Linked DNA regions of Mus musculus: all the other regions are linked to region 3. A link is a contact called in public Hi-C, HiChIP or PLAC-seq and promoter capture Hi-C data. All regions are on one chromosome and are shown on one strand. The core of a region is the stretch at or near the end of the contact, and the rest is flanking DNA. Distances in the headings are between cores, read along the strand shown. Region 1 has its middle 280 kb from the start of Gm31711. Region 2 has its middle 460 kb from the start of Gm25020. Region 3 holds the start of Inhba (inhibin beta-A). Region 4 overlaps Sugct (succinyl-CoA glutarate-CoA transferase). Region 5 holds the start of Gli3 (GLI-Kruppel family member GLI3). Region 6 overlaps Sugct (succinyl-CoA glutarate-CoA transferase). Region 7 has its middle 450 kb from the start of Gm31711.

Region 1 (2,851 bases), core at 205-2,704, 530 kb before region 3:
CATTTCTTAGTGGTTAGGCCTCATACTAGGAGTTACATCATCAGCTTCCATGATGTCCAGTCTTGTGAACCACTCAGTACTCTCCAATCTGAGATTTCTCAGCATCCATAATTTTATCAGCTGTGGCTCCACTTTTCTGCTTCTTTCCTTGTGGTGTCCAGGTGCTGCAGTACACCAAACAGGGAAGAATGGAGCTGAACTGAGTTCCATGGTCCATGGGAGTAGAGCTAGGGACTGGGGCAGAAGTTTGTCCCGGATATCTCAGTGTGACATCTCTTGAATGTTGCAGCTCTTTTAGAGGATGTTCAGTGAAACAGCTCTCTCAGACAGTATTCAACAAAACAGCTTGTGTGCATATACTTTATTCTGTGTGAACCAAGGGTTACATAGTTTTGTGGACGTGGGTGAGAAAATCTAGGCTGGGCCGAAGGCTAAGCTATTGCGATGCCTCATTAGCATGGGGAGGCATTCCAGGGATCTCAGGTGCAGCTTTGCCAGATGTTTGCCGGATGTTCCTCAGGTAGTCAGGGTAGCATCCAGGATTCCCAGGTAGAGAAGAGAAATCCCTAAAGACAAAGGGAGTTCACCATTTTGCACCAAGCTCAGGGCTTTCTGGTAATGTCAGGTTTTGATCTTAGCAGCAGGGTTTCCCAACCATCAGAAAATTTCCACAATAAATTCTGTCATCATATATCTATGTGCATTCCTGTGGTTTATTTTCTCAAAAGACTTTAAGACACATTTAAAAATCTTATTTATTAAGAAAACAGTTTGATCAGGAAGGTTATATATTCCAGTTTGCCCAGCACAACCCTAAATCCTAGAGTAATTCTCCAGAGCTCAGCATTATACTTCTGAAAGTGTCCTGGTCCAATCCATTATTGATTATTCAACTGAGAACAATCTGAAGAAAGACTGCAGATTTATTCCTTCAGCACATCAAGTAGGTCAATCAAATTCTAAGCCTTGTTACTTTTTTTTCCATTTATAAAACAGAATCAGAAAAATAACATCTTTATCAGATGGCGATAAGAATTACATACATTGATTATTAGGCTATTAAAACTAGTGGCTTCTTGAGTAAATAAATACAAATTGTTATCTCAAACACCTTGGTATGTTTTCCTGATTTAAAATAGCCTGAAAGCCTGTCTTTCCCCACATAAGTAATGCCTATAATCCCCCTAGCACATGCTTCTGCCACCTCACCGATCGTCCCTGTTGGTTCATCCTTCATCCCTTTCCTTCTGTCAGAGGGGCAACTCCATGCCTCCTTGTCCAGATCTAGCTTTAAAGATGCCACTTTTGAAAGAAACTCCATCATTGCCCACTAATTTAAAACTGAGTTTTGAAAATAGCTTATGGTTAGAATTCACAGGAAGTCACATCCGTCGCTCTGGGATTGCCAAGAAGAAAAGTGCTGGAACTTTTCCTAATCTGTCTTCTGTTCCTTTGTGAGTGGGTGTTCATACTCACATAGCCTGCATCATGGCCAGGAAGGTTTACCTCTGGAGGGGAGGTTAGATGGGAAGGCAGGGAGACTCTCGCTGGGAGCAGACGCCAGTGTGGAGGTGGCAGGATGGTCCTGCATATCAGAGCTCCTGCTGAGAGGGAGATGGATAGCTGTGGAAAGGATGCTTTAATTGACTCCAGCACTGTAGTCCTCGTGGAGAACAGAAAACTATTATTTAAACAGATGGCAAGCCTGCCCATCCATAACCAGGCATTTAATGAGATAAGCCAGAACAGGCAGGGTTGTAGGTGTGTGAGTCCAGACCATTTTGGAAGACATCAACTTAATTGCATTTCTATTTTTGTGAAATCTGTTCCCAGATGCCCACCTTGCCCTCTATACTACCTTCCCTCTTTCCCTTTATTTTTGTCTTTCCCATCTTTCTGGTTTGAGGGTCATAACTAGGTGGACATTTTGTTCTATCCATTTTACCAAATGGAGATGGACCTGGGAAAGCTTTGGGAAGCTAATGATGGATAGGGTTTGGATTTGGATTTCTGCCCAGCTTTTTGTGAATATTTTTTTTTCTTCCAGAAATTGGAATTGTAACCTCTCGTCCATAGCACCTCCCTTTTTCAGTTTGAAAATGTAATATATAAAATGAAACAGTCAAGTATTTAGAGGCTGACCCTTAGTAGGTGTTTCTTAAGCCTTTGATCAGAAATATCCTTCAAGGGCTCCTCTGAGGACTTTTTTCTCATCAGCTAGTGCTATCTGGGGAAGCTGGGGAAGCTAGTCAAAATTTGTTTCTATGATTGTGCATCTGACTGTTACAGCATGACTCTGGCCCTGATACTATTTTCTGCTTCCTGACCCATAACATGTGAACAACTAGCTTTCCATTCTCCCACTGTATGACTCAGCTGTAACACAGAGTCTGATTGCAATCATGGTCTGAAATTTTAAAGTCTTGAACCAAAATACACCCTGCCTACCTTAAGCTTTTCTTCCAAGTGTTTTAGCAAAGAGGAAAGACTCCAGTGCAATCCTCAATTTGAAAACACTAAGCTGTTTGTTTTGTTCTGTTTGGGTTATTTACTTACCTACTGATTGGCTTTTTGAGCCTCCCAAATGCTAAGGCAGTGCTCTACCATTAAGATACTGCGGTGGTTTGAATGGGAATGGAATCCATAGGCTTCTATGTATGAATGTTGGTTCCTACTTGGTGAAACTGTTTGGGAAGGATTAGGAGGTGTGCCCTTTTGTGGGACAGTTAAAGGCAGCCTGGTTTCTGGTTGAGTTAGGTTTAAAACTCTGGTTTAAAACTCTCAGTAGGTGATCCTACAAGGGACAGTAGGCAGAACATGACCACAGATCTCCATTTTAATGAGGTACCTA
Region 2 (3,072 bases), core at 477-2,976, 730 kb before region 3:
CCTCAATAGATCATGCATTCAGAACTAGACTTCAAACACAGAGGTGTTGGGGGTAACGTCCAGTGAATGGTTCTTAGGCCACAAGGGCTCAATTCTTCAGCTGATTAATAGCAGGAGATTTAGATCTTGCTATAGAGGGTATTTGGCTTCCATGGATTCCTCTTTCTTCTCCTGCCAAATGTCATGTTCTACCCTTCTGATATAACATGAGGTCTTCACCAAAACCCAAGAAGCATCATGCCTTTGTGTTTCCTAGCAGAAGATCCCAGAAACATGAACTGAAATAAACATTTATGAACTGCACACATGTTAATATTCTATTATAGCAAGAAGAAGTACACTTAGAATGTATCTTATGAAAGGTGTCTTGCCAATCAAAAACCTCCTGAAAGAACATGTTGGTTATTGAAGTCACTGAAGTGTAATTTGTGCTCTCTAGCATTCTCAGCAATTCAGGGAAATTTTTTCTGAAATTTATTATATATTTTAACTTTTATTGTCTAGTAATTTATTGATAATAGATCTATAGCATTTAATCTTAAAGGCTAATACAACAGCCAAACAAAACAAAATATATTAATCTGCATTCAAAGATGGAGCATTCAGCAGGTGAACATACTGGGTTAGGCTGTTATTATTTTGTTTTCTGTACATTATCTGCATTGCTATGTAGTTTATATGTAAGATAAACAGGTGGTATGTGTGTATCTGGTATGTGCGTGGCATGCATAGTATATTTGCAACATCTGTGTGTGTCATACATGTCATATATTTGTGATAGATGTGTATAGTATATACGTTTGGTATATGTGTATGGTGTTTTGTATGGTATTTGTATATATGTGTGAGTGATGTATCTGTGTGGTAAGTTTGTTATATGTCTATTTTGAATATATTTTATGTATTGGCACACACACACACACACACACACACACACACACACACATATATATATATATATATATACACACATATATGTGTGTGTGTTTGTGTGCGTTATAGTATATGTTCTGTTGTATGCAGTCTCTCTGTCTGGTATATGTATATAATGTATGTATGTGGCATATATGTGTGGTAAATGAGTATGGCATCTATGTACAGAATATATGTATAATGGATATGTGTGTTGGATATGTTATATGTGTGTTCTGTATCTGTACATGTTACATGTGTGTGTGTGTGTGTGTGTGTGTGTGTGTTGACAGATAACCAGAAGTTGGAGAAGGACACCCAGAGTGAAAGGCTCCCTTGAGACAGAAGCTATCTTGGCATTCAGCAATCCTTCTGTCTCTGTCCCACATGCATTGAGTTTGCAGGTATACACAGCTATGCCTAGTTTCAATGTGTGTGTGTTAAGGACTTGAAGTCAGATCTTCACACTCAAGCAGCAAGTTTTCTTAGGCACTGAGCCATCTCTCCAAACCCATTTTGCAATGTTTAATGTTTAGAAATAATTATTAAAAATTATTAATTCATAGTTAGGCATAGTGGTATGAACTTTTAATTCTAGCACCAGGAAAACAACAATGGGTGCATCTTTGTGAGTTTGCAAGCACCCTGCTCTACATAGTTCCAGATAAGCCAGGACACACAGTGAGACCCTTCTGTTTACAAATTACTTTTCAAACTAATGTCATCAAATAAATTATTACCTAAGAACAGTGCAGCCACCATTCTCTGGCATTCTTACATACTGCTTCTGGACAATGAATTTGCTTCAACCAGGACCTGATTCATCATTAAAGCATCAATGGAACTTGGCAAATTCCCAGCTCTCTGCATCCACACTTGTCATCCTGTGCTTGAACATTTGCTTATGCCTCCTTACCATTACCTTGATGTCCTGGCCATGGGTTGACGGCTAATATGGGCTTGCTATAGATATGCCTACCCACTTCCCTGATGACAAATTGGAGTCTTTTAACTTCCTTTTGAGAAAGATGGCATTGGTTGCTGCCTCACTGCCTGGCCTACAATTACATCAGAAATGTTCACTCAGCACCGCTTCTGTCTGAGGATGTTCTGCACTATAACCTTTCTCGTCGTGCAAGGTGGGAAACAGGGCTCTTGGGAGGTTTCTGAGTTTTTTGTTTTTCTTTTTACTATAGAAAAATACATTTAAAGAGTAATCTTAAAGAAACATATTTCAGAAAATGGCTTTAATGAGCAGTGACTCCCTTTGCCTATATTTAGCTGAGGTATTTTCCTGTGAAATAGAGATCTTAGCAGGCTGCCACTCATCATTTTCTGTGTTCAATACTCACCACTGTAAAATGGTCCCAGTTTATGTGCTCCAAGCACTTATTTCCATGCTCATTCTTTTTTCTTAAAGTGAAAATAACACCTTGTTACCTAGAGGACCAAATGCATTGCAAATAACAAACACTATCTGATTTTCTAGAGCCACCTTGTGCTCTCATAGATTTAGCAGATCTAAGCGTCAAAGGGGAAAAGTCTCAATTCTACTATATGAAAAAATTCCTAAATTCCAGAAGGGTGAATGAACAGATGGGTACTTTTGGGACATGTGTGTGTGTGTCATTTTTGTTTTACATTTCCTTGGCTCTGCAAGAGAACACATTTCTACAAAGCATGGTAGCTAAAGGGAGGGATCATGTTAAACTAAACCTGGAAGCAAGAAATGAGAAGTAAATAGTTTAGCAAAAATGCAGTTCCATATGTTAATTCTGAAAAGTTTCATTATTGAAACCACAGATTTAAAATAACAGAGCCACAGTCTAAGACACAAGAGATAAATAGTGGCTGCTGGAACAGAAATTACTTTTCTTGCTTGAAGGTATATATGTCATTCCACTCATTCATAGATGTATTTGGGCCTTCTGTTCATTAAGGAAATTCAATGTTTTAATAAACATCTGTAAAAAGCCACTACAGATTAGGACTCCTGCTCTCAAGTGGCAATTTCCTACCTAGGAATTGAAGCTCTAGTTTCCAACAGCACAGAAGTATGGCTACAGATTCACTTCTTGCCACAAGCATACAATGCTGGTGAATACTAAGTTATAATGCCAAGGCAATTGCCAAACACATCCAAAGAGAAAACTGAAAAAC
Region 3 (2,934 bases), core at 414-2,913:
GCTAAGGCACTGACCAGGTTCTTATGACAAGTTGGATAAAACGTGCAAAACTGGGGACTAATGAAAGCCATATGACCAGATATGTTGTTTCGTGTGCCGGATTTAAGATGCATAAAATAAACTTTTCACTGTGCCCATAAGCAAACTGTAGAGGCTCTGGTCTCCTGATGTGAAGTGGGGAAGGTTTCTTTATGACACCAGGAGCTGTCTGTGAAAGGGTCTCTCTTGAGGGCTTTCAAAGTGTGGATGCTAGCTATATGTGGGGGAAGGGGAGGGGCAAGGGGAAGGAGTATTCTAAGATCCGCATAAGAGAACTGAAGTAGGAAATAAAGTTGCAGGGGAAAATGACAGGAATATGGGTGGCAAAGACAGAAAGATAATCAGTGATAGTCATTTCCATTCCAACCCCAACCCCGGGGTGAACATAAACCTTTGGAAGAGAGGCACTTCCATGCTGTTTGATAAGAATCCCTGAGCATCTAAACTCATTTCTTGCCTCACACATAACTTCAGGGAAAGTCCCACTTGCACCCGAATGTAGATTGTAGACTGGCTTGGCACAGAAAAGTGCCCGAATCAGACCCCAGCTCCGGGGCGCCCTCCTAATTTAAACTCAAGCCTCAGTGTTTCCATCTATAAAGTGGGATGTATAATTTCAGGATCAAAACTCAGTGGTCACAAAAGAATGTTATTTCGGAGCATCCCTGTAGTTTCTTAAGCATGTGTGTCATAAGAATGTTCAAGACCCTGACTGCAGGGGCCGCCTCACACAGGGTCACTCTGAGACCCTGTTGGCCTTTGACACCCTGAAAGTGCCAACCTGCTAAGCCAGTCTAGCAGCTATGACGTAGCTGAATCTCCCCCAACCTCAGAGCTGGAACCACTTTGGGAAAGCCTCCTCTCCTCCATGGAAATCCAGGTGGGGGTGGTGGAGGAAGCAGGTAGGTTAAAATGCTTCTGTGGAATATTCTGGGCTGAGGATCAGCGTTTCCCAGCTGAATTCCAGGGCCCAGGGCGTGCGCTGGTCAGCGCAGCTCTGAGCGGGGTTGGTTTCTCTTTCACTTCCTGCCCCTCCCGCGGAGACTCCCTGCACCCAGGCCCTGTCCCTTTTCAGCTTGCCACCGTACCTTGAGCAGCACCTGCTGGCAGTTTCCAGGGATCACTCCCGAATGCGCAGCTCCAGCCCGGCTCGCGGGACGCCTGGACTCAGGGGCCAAGCTGGTCCAAGCGGCCGCCTCTATTTTTACCCTGAACACCAGCAAGGGCAACTTCGTTTAAAAGCGCAGCTCTTGATTTTTCCCCCCCTTTTGGCAGCTAAAGAATTCAGGGAGGGGAAAGAAAAAAAAAAAATCACTGTTCAGTGAGTGCAGCCGGGAATCTCTGATCCCAGCCCTCGGTGCCAGGGAATGTCAGGGACCAGGACCTGCAGTGGGGCTGCCGGTCTCCTGGCCAACGGAGGCGAGCGGCAGCTCAGGCCCCGCACCCGCAGACTGCCCCTTCCCGAGTGTAGAGTTCGGTCCCACCGACTACCGCACTGGCAGAGTGGCCCGCTGCCACCGCGCTCTGCACCTAGCGGAGGCGTTCTGATTTACTGGCTACTTCACAAAGCTCCAACTCCACGCTGGCCCGGTGCTGCCTGGAGGAGCAGCCACTAGCGAACCCCGGGAGCAGCTTGCTGTGAGGAGGAGCCCGGAGGGAAACTGGTACCTTATTTTACTGTAATTGCAAAAGAAGAGATGTGCCAGAGATTTATATTTAGAAGTTGTATGTTTCTACTTTTATGTAAATGGAGCAATTAGGGCCTGTCTTGTTTCTGCTAACTCGGATGCGTGAGCATTGCTGGGGAGCTGGTGTTTTCAATCACAATTAGTGAGCTGGTCAAGAAACAAAGTTCCTTTGAGGATAGAGCTCCTTTGTGTGGATGAGGGAAACCTGCGTTTCAGTGCTGGCCGGTGGCTTGTGGTGACACACATCTTAGGGGCATAGCTAACTCTGGACTAGTGTGTTTGCCCTGTGCAGCAGCTGGGCCCATATAAAGTTGGCAGAGATCAAGTCGTGAGAATATTCACTTTTCCTCTCAAGCAAACCGTATGTCCTTAAGCTTTCATGCAGGCTATTAATCGCTCTTCCCTCACTATCCCTGAAGCAAGGAGACAGGCTTGGAAAGGAAGCCGTTTTCCACGACTCTGACTCTGTGGTTAGCTGCTGCTCACAGATCCTGTGATTCAGTGAAACATGCAAGCCAGAGAATGTGGACACCTTAAGCAGGTGACTGACAAGTGTCCTCTGATTCAACTGAATGACAGGAGGCTGGTGGTTCAGAGGCACAGACAAGCTGCTGATAACTCAGGGTGTTTGGTTCCTTCCTATGAAAAATCTGTTTCAAAAAAAAAAATTCATGATTTCTGCCTGCCTTGCTGGGAAAGTAAACATGAAACGTGACTATAAAAATGAAAAGAACCTTTGAGGTGTTCTCATCAGCTACGTGTTGTTCTGGGCTTAAGGGGTGGTGGGGGGGGGGGGAAGACCTGGCCTCCTTGGTTAGGGTTACCCTCTCCCCCACAAGAGACAGCACAACATCCAGAAAACATGGGCAGGACTCTGAATGATATTTGCTGCAGTAAACTGTGGAAGTCCCTGTCTAACCATCCCATCAAACGGCTTTGGTAGAGTATGGGGTTGGCAAACCTGTCTGTTTCCTACAGGCCACAGCCTGCAACTAGTTTGGGCCAAATGTTAGATACCAGGATTTGGGCCAGAGATGGAGCGGCACTTTGCAGTCAAAAATCCAACTAGGGGGCTGTGTGCTTCTAAGCTAGAACAAGAATGAATAGTTCAAAACCGAACTGGAAAGGGGGGCATTCACATTGCTCTGAACTGTATCCAAAACAACAAATAAGAGACGGTTAACCCCAAACTCCCTGATTCCTAAGA
Region 4 (2,834 bases), core at 219-2,718, 900 kb before region 3:
CAAGGCTACTCTTCAGGACTTGTCTATGAGAATGGCCTCTGGCCTCTTGTCTCTGGTCTCTGGGCCTTCCAGAAGATAGAGGGCCTGAGACACCCAGCAACAGAAGTCTGAGCAGGAGAAATAAGTGGAAACAGCCTTCTGGAGAATAGAGATGCTTTCGATCTGTGGTAACTATGTTCAGCCAAGTTGGGATATTCTGAAGAGAAGTAGCCATATGCTTGGGCACTGTTTTCTCCCTTACTGCCCAACTGGTCTACATCCAGCCATGTTCCCAGGGGACATTGCTTCCATTCCCCAAGCCTTACTCTTCTGCAGCTTCCCAAAGCCCAGTTGGTTTAAATATTTTGTCCTTCTATTGCTCAAACCTAATAAGGATGCCAGTCAGCTGTGTGTATGGATAAGGAGCTGGGCATGAAGAACATTCTTCCAAGGGCCTTTTGATCTTTAAGGGGCTGTAAGTGGCCCAGCTCCCTTCTTTTATACCGAAATTTCTCTTGTATGTGTCATTCCAACAGATTGTTTTCCTTCTTATGAATGCAATTGTTGCCCCCTTGAAGATTTTATAAGAAACAGAGTGGAGGCCATTCTTAAGCAGGCCAAGGAAGAAACCATGCAATGATAACTTGCTCGCCTCTCAGTCTAGTCACTCTGGTTGTTCTTATAGACAGGTGCTTATCTCAGTGGCATGGCTAAGTGACTTTGGGTCATTCATGCCCATTTCTTACTCGGATCTGAATGAATTAAAATCTTACAAAATGCATCAGTTTGGCAATATGTCTTGAAAAACTGGATTTGGAGGGGACTGTACCTGATTTTAATTTCACTTATGTTGTACCTACAGACACGTTGACTGCATCAAAGCCTGGTTCTGCTTTTCTTAATAGTACTTTTCTTTCAGGAACAAAATTATATATAATAGAATATATTATATATATAATATTATATGTAATGTATATAATGTTAAAGTTATTTTTCATTAGATTAGTATGAGCAAATCAAAAAACTGTGACATTTAATTATGTACTTGTATATGCTACATTTGATTTCTTGTTCTCTCTCTCTCTCTTAAACAAATACTTGCAAACTACATATTATAGATGATTACATAAGTCCAGTAATAATTTAGGGAAACTTAGATAGTGGAATTTAGCTCATTAGGTTCTTCATAAATTCTTCTTCTTAGCCCACAGTGCTATCTCAAGCTTGCTGCATGTACATGTGAAGGTCCTTTTTACATATGGAATAACAGAATCTTAGTAGGTGAGGTCATCACTATACATAATTAATTATAGATATTAACTCCAAATTCAGGAACTGAGTTGATGAAAATGAAAAGTGAAATAAGAGTTGTATGAAGATGTTGTAAAGAAGTCTAAAAAGGGTAGAAGTGAAACAAGAGAGTTTATCTTCACAGTCTTGAGGGGAGAATTGTGGAGTTTATAAACTGTGACCCAGTGTTTCATTTCCTGTTCTTAACTTGAAGATTTTGGTAGAATGAGGTGGTTGGAACTTCCTTCTTTTTTGTGGCTACTTCAGGGAACTGCCTAAAAAAAAAAAAAACTCAGTCATTTATTATCTAACCCCTAGAGCCTACTGAGATGGACTTGTATTCTGTCAGCACTGTGTTAGTTGATGAAAACACAGATGTGACTAAACTGCTTCTCTGAATACAACAAATCTGAGGTCTTCATAGAGACAAATGAAGAAATCACTGTCCTCAATATAATGGGTTGATTTGTAGAGGAATATGGAACTATGGAACACCTAACCTGGGTCACCATGGGTGGAGTGGAGTAATGAATAAAAAGATAAGCATTGAGTTGGTGAAAATAAAGGGACCAAAACCAGGCTGAAAATTCTCTGATCATTTAAAATAATGCATGGCAAAGTGCTGTTCCATGCAAAATAGTGATGAGTGATTTTTCACAAGTAGCCTTTGGGGCTCTTGTGGTCATTCAAAAGATAAAATCATGGATCAAGTGACATAAACTGCCATCAGGGTAATTTAAACAAAGGCTGATGAAGTTGTCATCAGACCATGAACATGTATTGAAGAAAAGTAGAAAGCAGACTTTGCTAGTAGTAGCCTTGGGCTGTTAATATCAGCTGTCTGTGAGGTTGAAATACAAGTTCAAGTCCATCTTGGAAACAACTTAATGTTTCAAAATAAAAATTCAGAAGAGGATAGTGAATAAGCTCAATGATTAAAGCCTTGCCTACAACTATGCATTACCCACGAGGTTCAATCCCCATTACTACAAGAATCTTTTTTAAGGAAAGAGAGAGAGAGAGGGAGAGGGAGAGAGAGAGAGAGAGAGAGAGAGAGAGAGAGAGAGAGAGAGAGAAAGGGAGAGAGAGAGAGAGAAAGGGAGAGAGAGAGAGAGAGCAGGCTAAGAGAATGAATAAAAAAAAAGAAAATTAAAAAACCATAGATCATAGGACACGTGCCAAATCCTGTTTTCAAAGGTTAAAATAATCGAGGTAACAGAAAAGAAGAAGTATCCATATAAATAAGCTGACTACTGAGAGCTATATCCAAGGAACAAGGAATGAGGCCATGCAGGAGTTAGTGATCAGCAGAGGTGAGACTCACAGATACAAGATAAATACTATGCATCTCATCAATTAGAAGGGCATTTCACAAGTGTGTGTCTCTTTTGTCACCCTTCTTTAGTGAAAGAGAGAAATACATTATATATCATAGCCAACAGTAGATATGCTATCAAGATAAAGAAAGAGAACTGGTGTATTCGTGCAGAGAACATGGTTACTGGCAGAGTCCTTAAACAGATTGAAGGGCCTGATAGAACTCTGTCACTGTGAAGTACATACAC
Region 5 (3,065 bases), core at 132-2,631, 550 kb after region 3:
GTGGAACAGCTGGCACAGAGCTGGGAGAAAATGTTTTACATAAATATATGTACATATAAACTGGCAGAGGGCCATGAGCACTGTACCCAAGGCCAGAATCTACAACCAAGTTGGGGGAGGAGAAAGGGTAAACGCGGTGCAGGAAACTTCCCTAAGTGGTCTTTACACACACACAGCCAAGAAAGCCTGGGGGGAGGGGGGGTATGGCTTGGTACTCAAAAAGGTGCACTCCGGGACACAGGCACAAAGTTCACAGAAGGATACTAAGTTCATCAAAGGATAATAAGCAAAGGCCGGGCCGAGTGTGAGGGCATGTGGCCATCTGCTGAAAAGTCGCTTCACCAACTATTCAAATGTATGATCAATATTAACTCTGCCACATCCTCGGGGTCCCACTGCAACTCCAGAAAGTTAAGTGTCCCCAGCAGAGTAGAGTGATCCGTACCCAACTCTGCTCTGTGCAAATTCGGCCTCTTGGTTACCGCAAGGGCCACGGCTACTTTTCTTTCTTTCTCTTTTCTTTCTTTCTGCTCTACCTCTGGAAAGGAAGAGACAGAGTTCCAAATCACGCACAGATGGCACAACTTTCACTTTTCCTCTCCCACCGCGGAGGCGCGCCCTCCATCCGCTCACCCCGCACCCCCACCCTCAGAAGTGAAGGCGGGACCCTGGAGAGCGGGGCAGCGGCGGCTCGGCGCATCCCCAGGCGCTGCGCGCAAGCCAAGCTGCGGCTTGCGGGGGCGCGAGGACCAGCCGCAGCTCCGGACTCCCGGAGCTCTGCGCAGCACTTGGCGAGAAGTAGGCACGGACGCCGCCGCTGCAAACTTGGTCCGCGCGCCCTGGGGCAGGAGCTCTGCAGTCCGGAGAGCCGAGACCCGATCCCCGAGAGCGCGGGAAGGCGCGAGCGCACACAAGCCGCTCCGACGCCGCCGGGAAGCTCGACAGGGAGGGCTGCGGGGCCCGCAAAACAAAGAACTTCAGGCGGGACGTACCTGCGGCTTTGGCTGTCAGGTCCCAAATCCACAGACCTGCGCCGGCGGAGCGGCAGGCGGACTCGGGCTACCGTGGATGGCCTGACTGATCCCAGCGTGCGGCCCCGGCGGGCATGGTGTGGCGTGGGCCGGCGACGGGGCGAGCGGGCGAGGAGGGGAGCGGCGGGCGGGCGGACGAGTGTGCGGGCGCCGGCGGTGCGGCCCGGTCCGCTCCCTCCCGCCGCTGCAGCCCGCGCATCAGTTTCAGGGATCCTGTAATCTGATCCCTCTGAGTCACCGGCCCTGAGTGACAGTTCTGATTTGGTTCAACCGCGGGTGGGAGGAGAAAGAGAAAGAAAGGAGCCCCCCGACCGTCAAGTCGACTTTTCAACGACTAAGGGCCCGTCCAGGCCGAGCGCCCCGGTTGCAAAAGTTGAGCTCCGCCGCGCGCGCCCTTCGCGCTCCCCTCCGCGCGCTCCTGCGCTCCTCCTCCTCCCCGCCCTCCTTCCCCAAGTTTTCACAGATGTGGTCAGACTCTGCTCTCCTTCCCGGCTCCTTCTTCCCTCGCGCGCCCCCACCCCCGCCCCGTCCCTCTAATTTCCGCCACTCGGAGGAGCGCTGGGGGGGACGCGCCGAGCCGCGGGACGACGCCGCCGCCGCCGCCGCCGCCGCCGCCGCAGGGGGCGAAGTTGGTTTAAAAACTTGGGAAGACTGCTCGCCTTACTTTGCTTTCCCGCTCCTTTCCAGGCCGCGCCCGGCGGGGTCCCGCTCCGCGCGCGCGGATCCCAGGGCGCTGCGCTGAGGGGCGGCACTGAGGCCGCGCGTCGGGCCGGGCAGGGCTGGCGCGGGCAGCCGGGAGCCACGCGCTCCACCGCCTCCGCCCCTCCCGGGTCCTCACACAGACACATCCAGGCCTGCTCCTCCTCTTCCCCCTCCTTGACCCCGCGCCCGCGCGGCGCGCCAGGCCCCACCCACCCGGCAGGAGGAAGGGGCCCGCGGGTGATGTCACCCGAGCCCTCCAGGCCTGCGCTCCCGCGCAGCCGAGCAGCCGGGGCTCGCGCGCTGCCGGGCGCTTCGCCCATGCCGCCTCTCTTCGCCCCCCCCCCCCCCAACTCCGCTCTCGGGCTGGACTCCCCTTCCTTCTCTAGAGACCTCTCAGATCGCCACTGCCCCACCCCCGCACACCTCCTGGTACTTTTCCCTAGGCCAAGCCTGAAACTTCCTCTCGCGGGATGATGCTTTTGAAAGTTGAAGACTTTCCTCCCCGTTGCGTTAAACTCCGTTTGGGACGTCTCGCCGTACAGCCTACTGTCCCCGTGGGCCACTTTGCAAAGAACACAAAGACCCGAGCTGGGAACCGGGACTTGAGCTGAGAACCCTGACTTGCACGGGGTTCTTTTCCTTAAGATGCAGAGTGCCTGTCCTTGGTTTCTTTTAAAAGACCCATGTTACTTCAACGGGCCAGTGCACTCATCTCTCTCTCCCCATCCAGGTACTCACCCCAACCTGTTACTTGAAAGGGAGGATTTCAAGGGGGTGGAAGAAAGAAGAAAACCCAAGAGACATTCCAGAATACCGGAGTAAGCAGTTGGCCCACCAGGAGTGCCTTGGTGCTCAGGGTGCTCTGTGGCAGCCGTCTTGAAGGCAGAGTGGGTGGATGAATAGCTATAATAATTTGAAGAACATTTTGAAATTCACGTGCTAAACTGGGGAAAATTTTTAACGGAATTGACAGTGTATTCGTTATTTGTTTCTGGTGACTTGTTGCTTATGACAAAGACAAAAGCAGAGAGTGACTTAAGCTTTCAGTGTGGGGCTCCAGACACTTCTTAGCCATTTTTAAGCTTTCTCTCCGCTACAACACTCTGTAAGGCAAAGAGTGAAACATCCTTCACTCATCTCGGAGTGCAGGAATATCAACAGAGGTAGCCCCAACCCTCCCCTCAGTAACTGGCCCCAGGCCCCAGAGTATTCCCTCAGCCTCTGTAGACTCTGAGCCCACAGTAGATGAGCGAGAAAATGCAGTCCTCCTAAGTCCCGGGACGGCTATGGATCTCCAGTGAGATTATACCTGCAAAGTTATAAAAGACGACA
Region 6 (2,864 bases), core at 6-2,505, 930 kb before region 3:
ATTCGAGTTGTGGGGAAGGGGGACGCTGTTCTTTAACTTCCAGTATCACAGTTTACATGTTGTTCTTTTATTATAAAAATATGAGTGCCACATGATTGGGTTACTCTATCCCACAGAGCCACAGAGGAACTCTGTGCAGGCTGCTCACTGGCATCATCACATCTCACTATTCAGCTGCCCATCTATTTGTTTTCTTTATCCCACATCTTAATGTTGGGGATGAACAGTGATTTGCAATATAAGCAGAAAGCCTCATGGGGATGAGGATAGGAATTGGGTGTGCTTATAGGTCCTGCAAGCTGTGGGCAGGATCCGTGTGGTCCTTTAAGCTGTAGATAGGAACTGGATAAACGCATCAGTCCTATGGGATATGGACAGGTGCTGGGCAAGTGTGTAGGTTTTATGGAACCTGTAAAGAAGCTGGGCGGGTGTGTACGTCCTATAGGTCGTGAAACTCTATAACTTGCCCTGGTCATATCATGCTCTGTTCTATTTTGGCTGAGACTGGCTTTGTTTTTAATTTCTGAAAAATTTCACCATGATTCTCCAAAGTCTTTAATGGTTTTTTTTTCCTGGGAGAAGTTGAAAAACTATAAAACAAACTCCTTGGATTAGAGTAGAAACTACTGATGAGGTAAGTTTGAAGATGGCCATGCTTTGGTTTCAGTTTTCAAGAGCTGTAAGTGGACACAGAGAAACTTAGCAGCTCTACTTATCAGTGACTCCTCTGTTCACTGGGTGGGGGGGGGGGGGGGATTTATGGCATCCACAGGGGCTAGGGCCACATAACCCAGTGTGAGCTTACAAGGCGTTAGCTCCTCGATGCCAAGTGAATTTTGGAAATGATTCTCCTTTGCTGACAGTCCCCTCATTACTGATTGTGTGGACTCATTTATCAGGCATTTCTTAAAATAAACCGTTCATTTATACTAATAGGACTTGGCAGCAAGAAAAAATTGGCAGGACTTGGAGTTCCTAGTGTGCCCTCCCTTTTTAAAATTGAGTTGCCTTTAAAAAAAATTAAAACACCAACATTGAGGAGTTTGAAACATTTTGAGATAACAATTTTCAGAGACCAGCATGGAGTTCATTAAAGCAGAAACAATGCCATTATAAATCTTGCAAATGGTAAAGAGGAAGTATTTTCAAAGATACTTACCAAAGGACACCATAAGCCTGCTGTCGCCGACTTTGTCCTTTCCCACTCTTCAGGCATGGAACTCCTCTTGTGGATACGCGTGTTTCCTATTTTTGGCACCACATGAGCTTTTGACGAAAGCTAGCTCGCTTCTCTGTGGGGCGTTCACTCTCCTCCTTGAAGGCTAGATCAGCTAGCTGCTTCTCTTCGTTACACACAAGATATGCTGTTTCTCTACAGCCAAGATGATTCTTCTCAAGGCTTTCTTAGTTCTGCTCTAGGCTTCTGGTACTAAATTTCTGTTTCATACTCCCCAGGAATTAAGGGACATTAGTAGAATTGACCACCTTCCCCCCCCCCAAAAAAAACCCAAAGACAAAACAAAACCAATAGTGATGGAACTCACAATAAAATATAAGTTCTAGTTGACTCTTGACTCAGGAAAAGTTTGTCAGCTCTGGGAATAAAAAAGGCCAAAGAGACTCCAACAAGTATTCAAGTGCATTCTTGCATGTGTGAATGCAGAGGCATTTGATATATATATATGTTTGTAGCACACCATATAGGGATGTGCTTTTAGGTAACAGAGCTATGTGGGTCGGTCACATTGTGTGTTGAAACTTGAGACCACATAGAAATGATGCATATCACTGCCTGGGGGGTAAGTGAAATTTTTTACAAGTACAGAGGTCTGCCGATAGATGTCTCTAAAAGGGGTGCTATGTGCTAGGTGGATGGGACTCTAGTGCTTTCCTACCCTTGAGTTAGTGTCTGAACTGCTGCTCAGACAACTTGTGTAGGTGGCTATTGAATAACAAGTGGCTGCTATTCTCTTTATATCCTTTTTACATTTGCTTTAGAGCTTGTTATTTTGGAAAACTCATCCTTATAGTAGACAGTTATTTTTCTGAGATTTATATTTTGAGGTTTATGACTTCTGCCCAAACTTTAAGAAGGAATAAATATATTAGTTAATAATAATGCTATTTATTAAGAGTAATAATTACTTGGTGGTGATAAGTGTGTGGATTTTTTTGCCCTTTACTTTCATTAATATTTCCCTAAAATTTACAGTATTACCTTAGTATTTTAAAAGTGATTTTCGAGAGAAGAAAGGAAGATCCCTTAATTTTTAAGTGTTATTAAATATTGTTTTTCCATTTGTTTTTTCTTCATATACACAGGAAGTCAGTGTGTAGCATTCTCCTCATTCCCCTTTAATTCTGCTTCACTGCATAGAAGAGAGTTCTCAATACTTCAGTCCATTTCTGTTAACCTGTTGCAGAAAGCACATAGTGGGGCCTGGGATAGTTCTGCTGTGCAGACCTGAGGACCTTAGTTTGGTATCATGGTGTAATGAGAGAACTGACTCCTGAAAGGTGACCTCTATTACATAGATACACATACACACACACACACACACACACACACACACACACACACACACATACACGAGTAACCAAAATAAATTAAAATATTTTTATGCTTATGTTGAGACATTATCACAGAGACAGGATGAGTTCCCAGGAGAGGGCATAAGATTAGAGATGAGGATGATAGAGGTAGGCTCAGGGACAGCAGATTTGTTCACACCCTTTTTCTGACCATAGATTCTTGTTCTAGTGATGAACTTTGAACATTCCTAAGAATGTCTTCTTAAAGAAAATAGCCTTCATAATAAATTACTAAGAAAATATACTAACTCGGTGTATGGATGAGAACAGTA
Region 7 (2,933 bases), core at 315-2,814, 700 kb before region 3:
CCTCTTGGGGAGAAGAGAAATGTCAAAGAGGCCATCCCAGGAAGGACAAGCTTAGCCTTGGACCAGAGTCTCTTAGCACAGCTACTGAATGAAGTCATGCTTTTCCAGTGATTGCTAGAGTGGGGCCCATGGGAAATGTGGAACCATTTGTAGAAGAGGAGCTACACAGACACACACACACAGACACACACACAGACACACGCACCAGAAAAAGAAAGAAAGAGAGTTGGAAGAGGGGCATATACATGAACATCCCAAGTGTATGCAAAAGTAAAGGGATTCCTTTGTGGTTACCATGTGACAAGCATTAGAGCTGCACATTAGTGTGGTGACCAGGGCTGCAGACATTTCTATAGATGAAGGGGACCGGATGGAGAAGCACCTGCCCCATAATTTCTGTGCTGACAACAAGCCTTGGTGACAATTCACAGACTTTATAATCAGTTGCTCAGAGTATCTGTGGACTAAGCACCGAGAGTATCCTAGAAAAAAAGAAGCCAGAGAGAGAGCGAGCCAGCTCTGTTTTGCTAAAAGAGAGATTAAATTTCAACCCCTGGAGGAAAACAAAGAGTGAAAATGAAAAATGGGAACAAAAATACTAAGCCCAGAGCTCATTTCTGGTACATTTCAATACCATTTTCAATGTATACCTGTCCTTCGAATAGTTAAAAAATGACAGATGTGTGTGTTTCAACACCACCCCCCTTGGATGCTGCCAGGGTCGGCAGGGCATCTCCCTGACATTTCTTTCTGGATAGAGTTGTGATGGGGAAAGAAAAGCATCACCCTCCACCTTCTGCCTGATCCAGCACAGCTGCATTTTCTCATTCCTGAGAACCGGACGAGTTTCCTGAGGCCGGGGTTGATATACTGTACCATCTTCAGTGCAGCTGTAATTTTAACAAGGGGAAAGCCGACTTGAACCTCTCTAATCCTTACTCCAGACACCTTGAGCTCCTGAGACTGAGACTGCTGTATGTACGCATGTGTGTTTAAGGGCTTTTGTTAGCTGTTGTTCTGAGAATGTGGCTCAGTACAAAGAGAGAGAGGGGGGGAGAGGAAGAGAGAGAGAGAGAGAGAGAGAGAGAGAGAGAGAGAGAGAGAGAGAGAGAAGAAGAAGAAGAAGAAGAAGAAGAAGAAGAAGAAGAAGAAGAAGAAGAAGAAAAGAGAAAGAAAGGGAAACAGCAGGGCTTGAACAAAACATCTGTCTTATTCTGACCAGGAGATTTGTAGCTTTAACATTTAGAAAACAAAATCAGTGTTATTATCCTATGTTTACTTATATATGTCATATCCTTTTCTGGGGTCAAATGATGGATGCTATTTTCCCTCTTCTCCATGAACCATAGAGGAACTAATCCAGAATTAAAAGTATGAGAGGCGTGGGGGTAAAGGCTTGAAAATCAATTGCAGCTAGTCTCAGAATTGCACAACCAACTTGAGGGTTTTTTTTTAAGCCTTATATTTTGTGAGGAAACTGTTTTATGAATGGACGTAAGCCTGATACACAGAATGCGTGGGATTGGACTGAGTGCCTTGTCTGGGTCAACTGTCACATCTGGCACACTGTGACTCATGGATACACAAATAGTAATCCTTGATAGTAACCACTTGTGACTCGACAAACAATGTCAAATGCCAGAGAACTGCTGTGGCTGCTTGGTTGGGCTAATTGTGCTCTGATGTTAGGTGGGAAGTTAGGAAAGGTCTTTTCTTTTATCTGGACCAGGCTCCAGGTCTTCCCCCTTCTCCTTAGGACCTCAAGTAGATCTCTCTGGCATTTTCAGCCCTAGCGTCTCCCTGCAGTGTCCCCTCAGAAGTGCCAGTGGGAGACATGAGGCTATACTGATAGTGAGGCTGCTTTTTAAATCCAGCCTGGTGACATACTCCACTGAAAATGTAGCAAGCTATTTAACATCTCCATTTATTCATCTCCTCATCTCATGAAAAAAGAAGTATAATTTAATGAAATTAAAGTACTGAACATGTATTAAAACTTCCCAAGAGCTTGGCCCTCTCCTATCATGATATTAGAATAGTTTCTGTTAAAATTTTAACAACACGACTTGGATAGTCCCCTTGCTTATCAGGACATTGACACACAGCACATTGGTAGTAAGAGCTTGAATCAGAAGGTTCTCGATCCCTTTCTCTAGAGCATCAGATCCCAAGCAAGGGCACTATTGTAGCTAAAGAGACGATTAGGAATGTCCGGGGACATTGCTTATCACTTAGGTAAGAGAAGGGTGCTACTGGTCTTTCGGGGCTGAAGACAAAATTTTTGACTCACACTAAAGCACAGATCACCCCACAAATCGTTATTACCCAGCTCCAGATACTCACAGTGCTGAAGCAGAGAAAGGTTATCTCAGAGACTCTTCTGACTATGATACTAACTCACCAGACACCACCTCCAAAGATGAGGGTATAGAACATAAATTTTGGTGATTCATGGATGAGCCAAAGTACAATCCAATGTAGAGTAGATCTATGAGCCCAGTAAAGTCAGTTTGCTATTGTTCCTATCAGCGTCTCCCTTCCATCTCACTTGTCTCTTACAAGTGGGGTTTTAAGGGTTGTATACACGTTTTTGCAGAAAAGCCTCTGAGCACGGTGGGAAAAGGGGCCTCCTCCCAGCTTGTTGCCCTGTGCACTATCTATCAGTGCTTGTTTCCCTGTGTGGGTTCCATCAGGGTCTGTCCCTGGCCTCCTCCTGAGCTACAACCCCCACTGCTTTGTTGGGAGGGTTGACTTTCTTTTTCTGTGTACCACCTGAAAATGTTTGGGTGGGCGGTGCTTAATTAGCAGCGCTCCCAGGTCCAAAGACAGAGAACTCATTAACTCACATGAGAATGCTTTGTGCCAGTTGTTCAAAGGTTAGAAATGGTTAAGGAGGTTAAGACATCTGTTATAGGCCTTATCTTCACGGGACC

What was found. Promoter capture Hi-C pulls out the DNA fragments that hold promoters and counts their contacts. A called contact is a pair of places that touch in the nucleus more often than the background predicts. HiChIP or PLAC-seq counts read pairs in DNA pulled down with a chosen protein or histone mark.
Region 1: a promoter capture Hi-C map of hippocampal neurons shows a contact between it and region 3, with 5 times the contacts expected there. The contact joins the enhancer-like site here to the promoter of Inhba in region 3. A contact is called at or near these places in 7 of 39 promoter capture datasets (the 3T3-L1 cell line, embryonic stem cells, hippocampal neurons and 4 more), 1 of 15 datasets of contacts at CTCF or cohesin (large pre-B cells), 3 of 484 Hi-C or Micro-C datasets (cerebral cortex and embryonic fibroblasts) and 4 of 115 datasets of contacts at active chromatin or transcription factors (bone marrow-derived macrophages, embryonic fibroblasts and embryonic stem cells).
Region 2: a FOXA1 HiChIP or PLAC-seq map of pancreatic cancer cells shows a contact between it and region 3. The contact joins the enhancer-like site here to the promoter of Inhba in region 3. A contact is called at or near these places in 14 of 39 promoter capture datasets (the 3T3-L1 cell line, the C10 cell line, the HPC-7 cell line and 9 more), 1 of 15 datasets of contacts at CTCF or cohesin (the NIH/3T3 cell line), 15 of 484 Hi-C or Micro-C datasets (the C2C12 cell line, bone marrow-derived DN3 thymocytes, bone marrow-derived macrophages and 10 more), 18 of 115 datasets of contacts at active chromatin or transcription factors (Th2 cells, astrocytes, bone marrow-derived macrophages and 14 more) and 1 of 9 other capture datasets (embryonic stem cells).
Region 4: a contact with region 3 is called in an H3K4me3 HiChIP or PLAC-seq map of bone marrow-derived macrophages, with 6 times the contacts expected there. The contact joins the enhancer-like site here to the promoter of Inhba in region 3. A contact is called at or near these places in 21 of 39 promoter capture datasets (the 3T3-L1 cell line, 3T3-L1-derived adipocytes, the C10 cell line and 12 more), 3 of 15 datasets of contacts at CTCF or cohesin (the NIH/3T3 cell line, large pre-B cells and stem cell-derived epiblast-like cells), 25 of 484 Hi-C or Micro-C datasets (3T3-L1-derived adipocytes, the C2C12 cell line, the HL-1 cell line and 14 more), 11 of 115 datasets of contacts at active chromatin or transcription factors (the NIH/3T3 cell line, astrocytes, bone marrow-derived dendritic cells and 5 more) and 2 of 9 other capture datasets (embryonic stem cells and macrophages).
Region 5: a contact with region 3 is called in a Hi-C map of embryonic fibroblasts, with 8 times the contacts expected there. The contact joins the promoter of Gli3 here to the promoter of Inhba in region 3. A contact is called at or near these places in 1 of 39 promoter capture datasets (the 3T3-L1 cell line) and 1 of 484 Hi-C or Micro-C datasets (embryonic fibroblasts).
Region 6: a contact with region 3 is called in an H3K27ac HiChIP or PLAC-seq map of cardiomyocytes, with 9 times the contacts expected there. The contact joins the enhancer-like site here to the promoter of Inhba in region 3. A contact is called at or near these places in 11 of 39 promoter capture datasets (the C10 cell line, embryonic stem cells, frontonasal cranial neural crest and 8 more), 2 of 15 datasets of contacts at CTCF or cohesin (the NIH/3T3 cell line and stem cell-derived epiblast-like cells), 9 of 484 Hi-C or Micro-C datasets (the HL-1 cell line, Th1 cells, cardiomyocytes and 2 more), 11 of 115 datasets of contacts at active chromatin or transcription factors (bone marrow-derived macrophages, cardiomyocytes, embryonic limb bud and 4 more) and 2 of 9 other capture datasets (embryonic stem cells and macrophages).
Region 7: a contact with region 3 is called in a FOXA1 HiChIP or PLAC-seq map of pancreatic cancer cells. The contact joins the enhancer-like site here to the promoter of Inhba in region 3. A contact is called at or near these places in 10 of 39 promoter capture datasets (the 3T3-L1 cell line, HPC-7-derived erythroid cells, cranial neural crest and 6 more), 3 of 15 datasets of contacts at CTCF or cohesin (large pre-B cells, pro-B cells and stem cell-derived epiblast-like cells), 10 of 484 Hi-C or Micro-C datasets (Sertoli cells, bone marrow-derived macrophages, cardiomyocytes and 4 more), 11 of 115 datasets of contacts at active chromatin or transcription factors (the NIH/3T3 cell line, VIP interneurons, astrocytes and 8 more) and 2 of 9 other capture datasets (embryonic stem cells and macrophages).

The regions. Positions count from the first base shown.
Region 1 is chr13:16,542,619-16,545,469 of GRCm38.p6, reverse strand. No RefSeq gene overlaps it. Among named protein-coding and RNA genes, the nearest start is that of Gm31711, 280 kb to the right of the region's middle. Within about 2 kb of position 1,454, at least 9 of the 459 cell types and tissues checked have an H3K27ac peak or open chromatin away from gene starts, as enhancers often do. A contact at or near this core is called in cerebral cortex and hippocampal neurons, where this site is marked.
Region 2 is chr13:16,745,340-16,748,411 of GRCm38.p6, reverse strand. No RefSeq gene overlaps it. Among named protein-coding and RNA genes, the nearest start is that of Gm25020, 460 kb to the left of the region's middle. Within about 2 kb of position 1,726, at least 5 of the 459 cell types and tissues checked have an H3K27ac peak or open chromatin away from gene starts, as enhancers often do. A contact at or near this core is called in pancreatic cancer cells, where this site is marked.
Region 3 is chr13:16,010,580-16,013,513 of GRCm38.p6, reverse strand. It overlaps Inhba (inhibin beta-A), which reads right to left and starts at 1,663. Exons shown (of 5, transcript NM_008380.2): 1 at 1,424-1,663; 2 at 1,128-1,314. It also overlaps the pseudogene B230303A05Rik.
Region 4 is chr13:16,911,080-16,913,913 of GRCm38.p6, reverse strand. All of the region lies in intron 13 of Sugct (succinyl-CoA glutarate-CoA transferase), which reads left to right. Among named protein-coding and RNA genes, the nearest start is that of Gm25020, 290 kb to the left of the region's middle. Within about 2 kb of position 1,468, at least 19 of the 459 cell types and tissues checked have an H3K27ac peak or open chromatin away from gene starts, as enhancers often do. A contact at or near this core is called in bone marrow-derived dendritic cells and bone marrow-derived macrophages, where this site is marked.
Region 5 is chr13:15,462,039-15,465,103 of GRCm38.p6, reverse strand. Gli3 (GLI-Kruppel family member GLI3) reads right to left here and starts at 1,381. Exons shown (of 15, transcript NM_008130.3): 1 at 993-1,381. Gm6556 (a long non-coding RNA gene) reads left to right here and starts at 486. Exons shown (of 1, transcript XR_001780862.2): 1 at 486-3,065.
Region 6 is chr13:16,935,997-16,938,860 of GRCm38.p6, reverse strand. All of the region lies in intron 13 of Sugct (succinyl-CoA glutarate-CoA transferase), which reads left to right. Among named protein-coding and RNA genes, the nearest start is that of Gm25020, 270 kb to the left of the region's middle. Within about 2 kb of position 1,255, at least 19 of the 459 cell types and tissues checked have an H3K27ac peak or open chromatin away from gene starts, as enhancers often do. A contact at or near this core is called in cardiomyocytes, where this site is marked.
Region 7 is chr13:16,714,387-16,717,319 of GRCm38.p6, reverse strand. No RefSeq gene overlaps it. Among named protein-coding and RNA genes, the nearest start is that of Gm31711, 450 kb to the right of the region's middle. Within about 2 kb of position 1,564, at least 49 of the 459 cell types and tissues checked have an H3K27ac peak or open chromatin away from gene starts, as enhancers often do. A contact at or near this core is called in the NIH/3T3 cell line, Sertoli cells, heart atrium and 2 more, where this site is marked.